Regions from separate parts of the Mus musculus genome. Here region 2 is linked to region 1. A link is a contact called in public Hi-C data. All regions are on one chromosome and are shown on one strand. The core of a region is the stretch at or near the end of the contact, and the rest is flanking DNA. Distances in the headings are between cores, read along the strand shown.

Region 1 (5,887 bases), core at 2,484-4,983:
GTTCTGCTAGCAACGAAGAAGGTGGGCGTTGATTTGGGGAGGCATCCGCCAACAGCGGCTAGTGTTAGTGAGGGGACACAGTTCTTTGTTGTTGTGGTTTTTGTCTTTTTTTTTTTTTTAATGTTTATTGTTACCTCCACACACTGTGACCTGCTGACCCATCTTGCTGACCCTGATCTTAGACTCTTGCGATGCCAAATGGAGCACCGTTTCGTTGATTTGTCTTTTCAGATATGCTTAGAGCTTCTGTGTACAAAATTATAAAAACCACAGGGCAGCAAGATGGCTCATCCAGTAAAGATGCCAGCCTCCAAGCCCAACGACCCCAGTTTGATCCCTGGGACCCACATAGTAGTGAGAGCTGACTCCTGAGGGTTGCTTCTGATTTCCGCATGTGTACTGTGGAGGGTCCCGGGGTGGTCCCTGCAGCTGGAGTTACAGGCAGTTGTGAGCTGCTCGGCATGGGTGTTAGCAGCTGACCTCAGGTCTCCTGGAAGAGCAGTGCGTGCTCTCAACTGCTGGGCCATCTCTCCAGCCCCAGGTTGGTCTGGTATTCACTATGGAGACCAGGCTGACCTTGATATGGTGGCAATCCTGTCTCAGACTTCTGTGAGTGTTGGGATTGCAGGCATTGCTGTCCTGCTTGCCTTTCATGTATCTTAAAAACTTTAAAGTTATTGTTTGATTTAAATATTTATACTTAAATAAATAATAGTTTGTTTGTTTAAAACAGGGCTCGCTTCTTAACCTGGATCTTGTTGTGTAGACCTGGATCTTGCTGTGTAGACCAGGCTGATCTTGAACTTACAGACCATCTGCTTGCCTCAGCCTGGAGGCTGGGATTAAAGGAGCGCTCAGCACACCTTCTCCTTGAATACTTAAACCACACAAAGCTGCCCTTCAGTATCTGCAGAGGGTGCCCTCCCCACAACGGAATCTGCAGATGCTTATTTGCATAAAATGGCATGATATTTGCATATAACCTAGGTGCATCCTCTCTTATAGTTTAAAATGGCTCTAGATTTCTGCTAAGACCCAATACTATGCAAATGCTATGTAAATAGAGAATAGCGGCACAGAGAAGTCTGTTCATATTTAGTACAAATGCTGGGGTTTTTTTTTTTTTTTTAAATAGTTTAGCTCAAACGTTTGCTAAATCCGTGGATTTGGAGCTCGAAGATACTAAGTGTTGCCTGAGCCACTGAGGTAGACTGGTGCATCTTAGAGGTAGGGAGATGAAGAACTTGGGGCCAGCCTAGGCTACAGAAAAGCTTGCCTGGAAAACAAACAACCCCCCAGACAAACAATTTAAACATGACGCCCATGATTAAAATAAAGATAAATCAGCATACTGCTCATGTCTCAGGTTCTACTCTTTTTTTTTTTTTTTTTTTTTGGTTTTTCAAGATAGGGTTTCTCTGTGTAGCCCTGGCTGTCGTGGAACTCACTTTGTAGACCAGGCTGGCCTCGAACTCATAAATCCACCTGCCTCTGCCTCCCAAGTGCTGGGATTAAATAAAGGCGTGTGCCACCACTACCCCAAGTTCCACTCGTATTTTTAACCTTTCCCCTCTGAGACAGAGTCTCATGAAGCCCAGCCCAGCCATGAGTTAACTGAAGACATAGTCTCATGAAGCCCAGCCCAACCATGAGTTAAGTCGCTTCCAGGCTAAGGACGACCTTGAACTTCTGGTTTTCTGCCTTCATCTCCCGAGGACTGGGATTATAGGCCTGTGTCATCATCCTCGACTCATCTTAGTTAGCTAGCTAGTTTACTCATTTTATTTTTTTTTACAGAGGCAGATTGTCACTGTATAGACCAGGCTGGCCTTCAACTCGGGGTGCTAGGATTAAAGGTGTGTGTGTGTGTGTGTGTGTACACGCATGTGCACTGGTGGAAGTCAGAGGACAGTTTGGAGGAGTCGATTCTCCCCTTTAACGTGTGGGTCCTGAGGATAAAAGCTCAGGTCATCAGGCCTCGTTCTGCCTTTACCCCCCGAGGCCCCCCAGCTACGTTTAGAGCTTTTTAATAGCATTTCCCCTTTTTTGTCTTTCTAGTTCCTATTTGTGAAAGCTGTGGTTCCTGCTGCCTGTTCTGGTGTTGTGCAGGGTCCGGCTTCAGCTGGGCCTCCTCTCCTGCTGCCCTGGGGAAGGAGGCTTGATCTCCATCACCTGTGTGGATGTTGGTCCACTTGGCACCTGTAGGCACCTCCACTTCCATCTAGGGTTGTTGTTGTGAACTGTTGTGTTGAGGGAACAACGGCTTGTTCTCCCTCTCCATTGCCTGGGTGCCATTGGCTGGGACCTTCATGTCATAGACCTCAATTCACTGTAATTTTTCCATGTAATTGTGTAGTTGTAATTTTTAAGGTGTCACCAACTTTTCTTTTTTTTTCCTTTTATTTTTTTAACATTTATTTCTTTTGGTTGTGTTCACGTGCTTGTGTAGTACACACCACAGCACGTGTGAGGTGTTCGGAGAAGACTGCCTGCAGAATCATCCTCTCTACCAGGTGGGTCCCTGGAACCAAACTCAGGTCATCAGGCTTCGAAGCAGGTGCCCTTACCAGCTGAGCCATCTTATTGGCCCAGTGACCAACCTTTTCTGTGGAGGGCCAGACAGCACCTGTTTTAGGTTGCTGGTTGTGACTGCCTCTGTGGCAGGTCCTCCGCTGAGCCATGGGAGTGAGAAAGGCAAGGATGGCAAGACACTCAGGGATCCGTGGCGCCCACACAGCGCTGTGTGCAGACCCCCCAGTGCAGGCTTGATCGAGCTTGCTCTTCACAGGGGATGACATGTTCTTCTGTCCCAAGGCACACAATGCCTGGGGCTCCCAACTGCATTTTAACTTGAAAAATACAAAAAAATGAGATCAAACCCCAAAGCCCCGCTAGCTCTAGATACCACCACGCTTTTGGAGAAGTGTATAAATTGAGAAGTGAAAGACTTGGTGGTCTCTTTGTACGCCTTTAACAAGTGTTCCTGGGCAGATGGAGCCACTTCCTCTCACCTTCTCAGAACCAGAGGGCAAGAGCCCAGGGCATGTGTCATCTCCAGCCGTGTAGTGCCTCCATTCTGCCCCACAGATGTGTCTGCACAGGGGAAGGTCAGAGCTCGGACGTCCACCCTCTAGCCAGCTTAGCAGACTCTGGGATCCCTAAAGGGCTGAGAGGTTACATAGACACCCCACTAGCTGGAACCTTCTCAAAGGGGATACTGCTGCTGATGGTGAAGATGACCGTGGCTCCTTTTCTGAAAACCTTTTTACCAGTTTTCTTGTAAATAAACAGACAGAATTTAGAAAAATAAGTGTATATTTATCTGGTGTATGTGTATCTGTATGCGTGCCTGCTCATGCCACAGTGCATATGTGTGGTGGTGGTCAGAGGACAGCTTGCAGGAACCCCAGGATTGAATTCACTGGTTATCAGTCTCTGTGGCACTTTGAATCATCTTATGAGCCTGCAAATGGATTTTTACATGACCCCTTAGCCATGTATGGTGGCACATGCCTGTGGTCCCAGAACTTGGGGTGGGGGTGGGGGGTGGGGGCTAGGAATGGGGCTGAAGGATCAGGAGTTCAAGGCAAGCCATGGCTAAATAAAACCTTGCCTCAGAACAAGTCAACCAACCAACCAACAAAAACCGGATTTAAATGCTCCAGAAGAGAGAGAAAGGGCAGAGACTGACCTCGGCGTGACCTGGGTGTGTCCTGGGTGATTTGCCATTCCCTCGAGTGGCAGGCAGAGGCATCTGGAACAGGTGTCCAGGCATCCCCGGGGAAGCTCCTTGGCCCCTCTTCCCTTTCCTCTTTTTCCTTTAATTCCGTTGCAGCCTAGCTCCTTGCCTAGCCTTCTCTGCGATAAGGCATGGGGATAGATGGATCGCAATCCTGGCTCTCCCGTCCCTTCTAGTGACTTGCCCTCTCACCCACCAGATGGCGCTCTCGACCACTTGGTTCCTGGCTCCCAGTGTAGCACCACTGCCTGGGGGTGGGGGCAGGAGCAGTGCTTGGAGAATAAATGTGGGTAGGAGGGAGAGGTGCAGCTCAGGGCTCAAATGCAGCTCATGCTCGGGTCGCAGGGGAACCTGCTTCTTATTAGTGGAGGCTTTAAGGAAACACTGTGGCTTCGAACCCATTCGGCCATTCGGCTCCTAGATGACCCCCCTGGATTGTCAGGGTGGCACCCCAGAGGTAGGCTGGGATGGGGAAGGTTTTTGTTTTTTGTTTTCCCCTCCAGGAAGCCAGAAGGGTGTCATCACAGTGAGGCATCTCTCAGAACTTGATTTGTGTCCCCTGTTACTTGGGGACATGTTGGATGGGTGACTGACACGCACCAGAGACAGTGGAATGGTGATTGATCAGTGGATAAGCCTGAGGCAGCAGAGGAGACGGCTGCGCTCTGGGACATACGTGCTCTGTCTGGCAGTTTCTCCTGGCATCCCAACCAGATCTCCCTTCTGTGGTGAAGGGCCCTCCACGGAGGGCCATGTCTGGCAGGCTCTGGATATAGCCCACAGTCAATGGCTAACTAATGCAATGGCCAGGAAGCTGGACCCTCCCTCAGATCTGGAGAAGTCTCGTGTACAACTGATGTCCCCAAGCCTCCCTGGATCTGTCCAGGGCTGGACTTAGCTCTAAGGTCACATTCCTTCTGTCTTAGTCTTTTTCTGTTGCTGATAACACAAACCCACGGGCTGGGTAAGCAATCAAGAAAGGAGGTTAATTTTGGCTCATGGGTCTGGTCCAAGGTCAAGGGGCAGCATCTATGATGTTCTTGTTGGCAGAATCCCAAGGTTGCACAGGGCATCACATGGCAAGAAGCAGGGCTCTCCTGAGATCTGGCCAGCTGGCTTCTATAACAGGGCCACTCTGGAGATAACTAACTCATCAATCCATTAATCACAGGAGTGGATTAATCCACTTGGGAGGGAGAGCCCTGTATCTCTTAATCTCTCATAATGGGGATTAAACTTCAACACTCATTCTGAGAGAGATAATCCACAGTGTTTATTGAGCCCCTCCCTTCCCTGACCTTTGCCCTTACCCTCTAGGGACTTGTCCCAGCCGGCTGGCCTCTAGCAAACCCTGGTCCCAGGCTCTGCTTCTAAGCATTCCAAAGTAGGGATCCATTCTGTGTAGCGTTTGATGTGCAGCCGTATTGTGCTGTGCATCCCTGCATAGAGGGACATCTATACTCATGGGACCCTTCTCAGTTGACAGGCCTTGGGAAGGGGACCTGATTGTGGTGATGGGGAATCCATTGCTGGTGGTCCCTGCCATAGGATGGCAGAATAGCTGCTTATACTACAACTTGTAATGGCCAGGGACAAAATTCAGGGTAAAATTTACATCAGTTCCTGGTAGTTAAGAACTGCAGGAGATGGTGTGGGGGATGGGGGGTTTGCAGAGGATGCAGAGTAGGGAGGGAGGGCTGATCATCACTTACAGGACCTAAGAAAACCCTCCGCTTCCACAATAGAGGGTGGGTAAAATACTTGGTGCAGAACCTCAGGACTGAGGACAGGGTAGAGTTCCCAGCCTGCAGAGGTCTCCTGTATCAGTCCACTTGCTGTTATGGTAATGAAACACCCAAGATAGGCTAACATTTATTGGTAGGAGTCTTAAAGGCTGAAAGCCCAAAGATCATAGTGCAGTCTTGGGTGAGGGCTCCTTCTGGCCATACACCACCTCAAGGTGGAAGGGAAGGGAGGAGCCATACACAGTGCTGAGTGATCACAGCTCCAGCAGGACCAAGTGCAAGCATTTACTATCTTACCAACGGACTTCAGGCAGTTATCTTAATCATCCCTAAGAGCAACTTCTCAGTGGTCTAAGAATCTCCTGTGTGTGTGTGTGTGTGTGTGTGTGTGTGTGTGTGTGTG
Region 2 (5,887 bases), core at 2,440-4,939, 260 kb before region 1:
GTGTGAGAGGAGAAAACAAAGGCACCATGCATTAACTTGCCCAAGGCCGCCGAGATTAGAACTCAGGCACCTTGGTTCCAGCATTTATGCTCTGGAATGTAAAATTAGGAATTGATTGTGTTTACATATAATAATAAATAAATCTTTTAAAAAAAAAGGGGGGGGGCTGGACAGATGGCTCAGTGGTTAAGAGCACTGACTGCTCTTCCAAAGGTCCTGAGTTCAAATCCCAGCAACCACATGGTGGCTCACAACCATCTGTAATGAGATATGACACCCTCTATTGGTGTGTCTGAAGACAGCTACAGTGTACTTACATATAATAATAAATAAATCTCTTTTTTTTAAAGAATTGATTGTGTTAAGTTAGTTATGGTGGCTTATTCCTGTAATTCCAGCACCTGGGTGGGCTGTATAACATGTTTCAGAAAACCAAATCAACCAACTACAAAAAGATAGCTAGGTAGAGACAGTGAGGGAGACATCTCAAAAACTAAAACCAAAGAACACACACACACACACAAACACACACACACACACACACACACACACACACACACACACACAGTCAGTAAGATGTGCAAAGAAGGGGGAGGGGCTGGGAGTTAGCCCAGCTGGAGGGAAGGACTGAGGTTCCTCCTTATGCGCCTTATCCTGCAGCTCCTGGTTGAAGCCCTGGGAGGGGGCGCAAACCCAGAAACCAGCTGGACCAATAGCAGCAACCACTCATCAGCTTGGAACCTGGGCAGCGCCTTCTTTTTCTCGGGGACCATCATCACTACCATCGGTGGGGGTGGAGACGGGGCATGTGGAGGGAGGCGAGGGGCAAGGAGTTTCCCTGTGGGGGAAGGTGCAGGGAGAGGCAGGGGGTACCAGGTGGCACTTAGAATTTCTGCACTGCCCTCTCCATCCAGGCTATGGCAATATAGTCTTACACACAGATGCCGGGCGTCTCTTTTGTATCTTCTATGCACTGGTGGGGATCCCACTGTTCGGGATGCTGCTGGCGGGAGTCGGGGACCGGCTGGGCTCCTCTCTGCGCCGGGGCATCGGCCACATCGAAGCAATCTTCTTGGTGAGCTGCACTGCACCCCTCACAGGGTCTTCTTCCCTAGGTCCCTGGCAAGTGAGTGTGCCCTCCTAGAGAGCAGGAGCCTCTCACACACTATGCCAGAATGGGGGTAGGGAGGGGTGAGAGGGGTGAGAGAATGGAATTGTAGGTTACTGGCATCTCAATGGCTCTATCTCCCACCCTTCCCCACAGAAGTGGCATGTGCCACCGGGGCTGGTGAGAAGTCTGTCCGCAGTGCTCTTCCTGCTGATCGGCTGCCTGCTCTTTGTCCTCACTCCTACCTTCGTGTTCTCCTACATGGAGAGCTGGAGCAAGTTAGAAGCCATCTACTTTGTTATAGTGACTCTCACCACTGTAGGCTTTGGCGATTATGTACCCGGTGAGTCTGCCTTTGCCCAGCATTAAGTACTTTGTTCCTGCACTCCGCCTATGCACTACTGTGGGGCATTTGCCCCAGCTTCCACACCAATCCTGGAACACCATACTTTCTTCTAGCAGGCAGCCCCTGATGCCCACTTACATCTTGCATGCCTGAGTCCCATGCCTGCTCACACATATATTAAGTTCACCCCCTCTTGCATGCTCTTATACAGTTACGACTGGAGTACACTCATTGTATACATCTACACATTATAGCACATTCCCTTCTTTTCTAGGGAGGGACGTTCTCTTAAGGTGCAGAAACAGGCAGTGGTCCAGAGGCTCACAGGCTTGCCTCCCCCCCACCCCCCATCAACTTACTTTTCCCTCCCTTTGAACCGTCTAGGCGATGGCACCGGGCAGAACTCTCCAGCCTACCAGCCGCTGGTGTGGTTCTGGATCTTGTTTGGCCTAGCCTACTTCGCCTCAGTGCTCACCACCATCGGCAACTGGTTGCGAGCAGTGTCCCGCCGAACTCGGGCAGAGGTATTTCTACGTGTTCCAGGAGTTGTTCGCTGCCGCGCATGCGCCATGCATGTCTCTTGTGTTGTGCCCTTATCCCCGGGCACAGGGGTTGTTGGCCAGTCTGGCTCCCTTCCAAAATGTGGGCTTCTCTGACATTGAGACCCGGACGGTGCGCTAACGGGAACATTGGAGTAAATTCAGGTTTGTCAGAGACTCAACCACCTCGTTCTTCGTGGATAGATAGGGCTGTCAGGGTTAGCAAATAAGAACTCAGAGAGGCAAGGTGGTAGGTAGTACATGTCTGTAAATCCCAGCACTTTGTAAGCAGAGCAGAATCAGGAGGATTGCTGCGAGTTTAGACTTGCCTGGGTTATAGAATGAGACTCTGTTTCAAAAACAACAGAACTAGAAAGGCCAGTTATATGTGAATTTCAGATGAACAACGAATACGATTTTAAGCTATGTCCCAAATATTGCATGAGTCGTCCTGGTTTTGTAATTTATCTGCATTTTGCTAGCCAAATACAGAGAGGCAGTGAAGGTTGAAACAAACCCGAGGCTTTCAAGAAAGGTTCCTAGAGAAGGGAGTGCTTTTGGGCCAATGCAGGAAGGGACAGTGTGGCTCTGGGATCATCCACAGGCTGAGGTTCAAGGGTCAGGCAAAAAGGTGGATGCAATTGGTAAAAGGGCAGCTTTCGGAGCTGCAATGGGTCGACCCCTTTTCCTCTCTGTGCAGATGGGTGGCCTAACGGCACAGGCTGCTAGCTGGACCGGCACAGTGACAGCGCGAGTGACCCAGCGAACTGGGCCCAGCGCCCCGCCGCCAGAGAAGGAGCAACCACTCCTGCCCTCCTCTTTGCCGGCACCGCCTGCTGTTGTTGAGCCAGCCGGCAGGCCCGGCTCCCCTGCACCCGCAGAGAAGGTTGAGACTCCGTCCCCGCCCACGGCCTCAGCTCTGGATTACCCCAGTGAGAATCTGGCCTTCATCGACGAGTCCTCAGACACGCAGAGTGAGCGTGGCTGTGCCCTGCCTCGGGCTCCTCGGGGTCGCCGCCGACCCAACCCATCCAAAAAGCCTTCCAGACCCCGGGGTCCTGGGCGACTCCGAGACAAGGCCGTGCCGGTGTAGGGGCAGGATCTCTGGACCCGGATCCCACGCCAGGGCTTTCGCTCTTGCTGATGCTCAGGCATGCTTGGCTTATTTGACCAAAGAGCCGTCCCTCTTTTGTTCCACGTGGTTGCAACCCTGACAGGAGTCCAGTGGTTGCCAAATGCCACCGCTCTTCCCTGGCTGGTTCTTCACATCCAATCATTTCCAAAGCCCACCATCCAAGGCTTTCTGCCTCGCTCCCCTGCCGGTTTTGACCCTCACACCTCACAACTGTGCCTCAAAACCTGCACCAATAAAACAAAAACTCTGCACTACCGAGTGCATGCTCCTGGGTCCCAAGTGGGTGTGCGAGTGCTTTTCTCGCGCCACCATGGGCTTATATCAGGCCCACTGCCGTCCTTGGGCCCCCACACCGGACAAGTCATGCTCTTTTGGTTAAGTTCAGGTATTCAGACTCTTGTCTCTGCCTGGAGGAGACCCGGACTCGAAACTGGACTGGGTACTTCCAGTCTTGGCATTGATATTGGGGGTGGGAGCAACTTAGAGTCTTGATGCAATCTGCAGTTTGAAGTCTCCTCCCGCGAGACCACTATAACCATCCGGGAGGAGACTGCCCCTCCCCCTTCCTGGAGCGTGACCCCCCTCCCTTCTCGATTGAGCCCTGTGGATACTGGTCCGTTGGTGCAGGACGATGGAGGAAAGCGTCAAAGTAAGAAGTCTGCCCGAGTTCCCCAAGCCCAGACGAACCTTAGTACTCCTTCAGGTCTTTAGAGTAACCTGCCATTCAGCCTGGGGGCTTGGCAGCTCTCCTAGAGTCCCCAATCCCAGTCCAGTCTCCCTGCTCCCTCCAGCTCCCTGAATTCCTTGGCTACCTTACCTGTGTGTGACCCGCAGCCGGTGCCCAAACACGCAAACCATCGCCGCAGCTCGGTCAGATCCAGCCTGTACGGAGATGTTCGTGACCTATGGAGCACGGCCACGATGTCCACAGCGAATGTGTCGGTATCCGACGTCTGCGAGGACTTCGACGAAGAGGGCAAATCTGTAAGAAACAGGATTCGCAAGTACAGCCAGACCATTTCTATTAGGGACAGCCTCAACCTCGAGCCAGAGGAGATCCAGCAGCAAGCACGTCGAGAGCTTGAACTGTGCCATGGCAGGTCCTTGGAGCATGGGGAGGACCACGAAGAATCTGAGACCTCCTTAGGTCAGTATAGCCTCGCCGAGGCGATGGGTGTGCCATAAGGGTGGGGCTAGCCCGGGTCTTAAAGTGCCTTCCTGCAAAATGGGGGTAAGCCCATAGAAACCCAAGTTTCTAGGATTTCTTAGGAGAGGGCTCAGGCGAGAACCGTTCACGCTTTAACTCAGACATTCTCTGAGCTCCCCCTACCGGGCAGGCGTCCTACTACGAGGAACCCGGGAAACGCACAGGCAAGCAGGTCAATGAAGACCTAGTCAGTTTTTTGTTTGTTTTTTTTGTTTTGTTTTGTTTTGTTTTGCTTTTTATCTTAATGTGGTGCTGGGGGTCGAACCGAGTACATCACTCTTGGTAGGAAAATTCTTTACCACTAAGCATATTTCGAGCCCTCCCTCACCTGTGCGTTTAATTTCATCACTGCACCAGCTGAAAGGACAGAATTCCTTCCCTGGCTGGGATCTGGCTGTTTGGAAGTCTCTCTTTTGGTCAATAGTTACTTTATTGTTGCTTTGTATTTCTTTTTGGAATGAGAGTCTCACTGTATAGCCCAAGATGACCTTGGATCTTGGTATCTTCCTGAGTGTTGGGGTTACACACAGTATGCCAAGCACTGTTTGAGATGTGTATGTGTCCATCCTCTGTCCCGTCCGTTTCCACCTTCATCAAGCAATGAGTACTGATAAGAACCCAGTATTCAGGAAGCTGTGAATTCAAAGCTAGCCCGGTCTAGATACCAAGTTCCAGGATAGTTAGGTCCACACTGTGGGAACATGTCTAAACAAACAAGAGTGATACAGATATAACAATTGATTTATATTAAACTTGTTACATAAGCATAGGACTTCTTGTACTGTGACCTTTGCATGGCACAACTGCCATAAGAGACTGTTCTGGACTGAGGAACATAGCTTACTGGTAGAGTTCTTTCGTAGTTTATACAATGCCCTGCATTCAGTTCCCAACAATACACTTTCAGAGGGCACACAATTCTCACAAGAGGGAATTCCTATGAATGACTCCAAGTCTCACACAGCGGGACAGTTGGTTCTGGATCTCAGCCGGGTGGGATTCTAAAGCCTAGGGCTGAAACCAGTGTCCCCTATGACCTTTGATGCAGGGTGTAGCTGCAGCTATTCCCTGAACCCCACTCCCACCATGACCCAGGAGCCTGACCAAGACCGATTTCTCTCTTCATTTCTCCAGCATCGTCTACTTCAGAATCACTAATATTCAGCCTATGGAAGCCACATCGAACCTACTGGACAGAGCAGCAGAACAGGGTTGGAGGATACTACTGGGGAGACTACTGGGGTTGAGTAGTGGGCAGCAGCAGATGGGCAGGTTTCAGGAAAGTGGGGCAGGCAAGCTGGGGAGGTCATGTGGGGACCACTTCAGCTTTCCATGGAACTGGTTGAGTCTCTTGTTGCTTTTCCAGCTGCCTCTGCCTCTGATGGAGCTCATGGAGACTGAAGTTCTGGATATTCTCAAAAAAGCCCTCATCAGTGAGCACTCCACCCCCACCCCCACCCCAGCTTCCACAAAAGATCCTGGTGGCTTTGGCAGGGCTTGGGGCTGTGGAGTTTCAGGATATGTAGTCTTGTCAGATCCCCTTAGCACTCAC

The links. Hi-C and Micro-C count contacts between places; a contact is called where the count stands out from the background.
Region 2: a Hi-C map of differentiating embryonic stem cells shows a contact between it and region 1, with 2.4 times the contacts expected there. A contact is called at or near these places in 13 of 39 promoter capture datasets (the 3T3-L1 cell line, the C10 cell line, the HPC-7 cell line and 9 more), 15 of 484 Hi-C or Micro-C datasets (B cells, ECoMG myeloid progenitors, the G1E-ER4 cell line and 5 more), 21 of 130 datasets of targeted methods (the 230-238 cell line, the SCID.adh cell line, T-cell acute lymphoblastic leukemia and 8 more) and 3 of 9 other capture datasets (adipose tissue, liver and macrophages).

Annotation. Positions count from the first base shown.
Region 1 is chr19:6,661,612-6,667,498 of GRCm38.p6, reverse strand. No RefSeq gene overlaps it. Among named protein-coding and RNA genes, the nearest start is that of Gm32245, 97 kb to the right of the region's middle.
Region 2 is chr19:6,923,182-6,929,068 of GRCm38.p6, reverse strand. Catsperz (cation channel sperm associated auxiliary subunit zeta) reads left to right here and starts at 3,689. Exons shown (of 5, transcript NM_001039494.2): 1 at 3,689-3,777; 2 at 3,963-4,275; 3 at 5,470-5,546; 4 at 5,702-5,768. The coding sequence starts at 3,760. Kcnk4 (potassium channel, subfamily K, member 4) reads left to right here. Exons shown (of 7, transcript NM_008431.3): 3 at 661-787; 4 at 915-1,075; 5 at 1,265-1,451; 6 at 1,839-1,978; 7 at 2,694-3,407. The coding sequence ends at 3,086. Gm46646 (a long non-coding RNA gene) reads right to left here and starts at 1,909. Exons shown (of 2, transcript XR_001782645.2): 1 at 1,814-1,909; 2 at 1-1,165.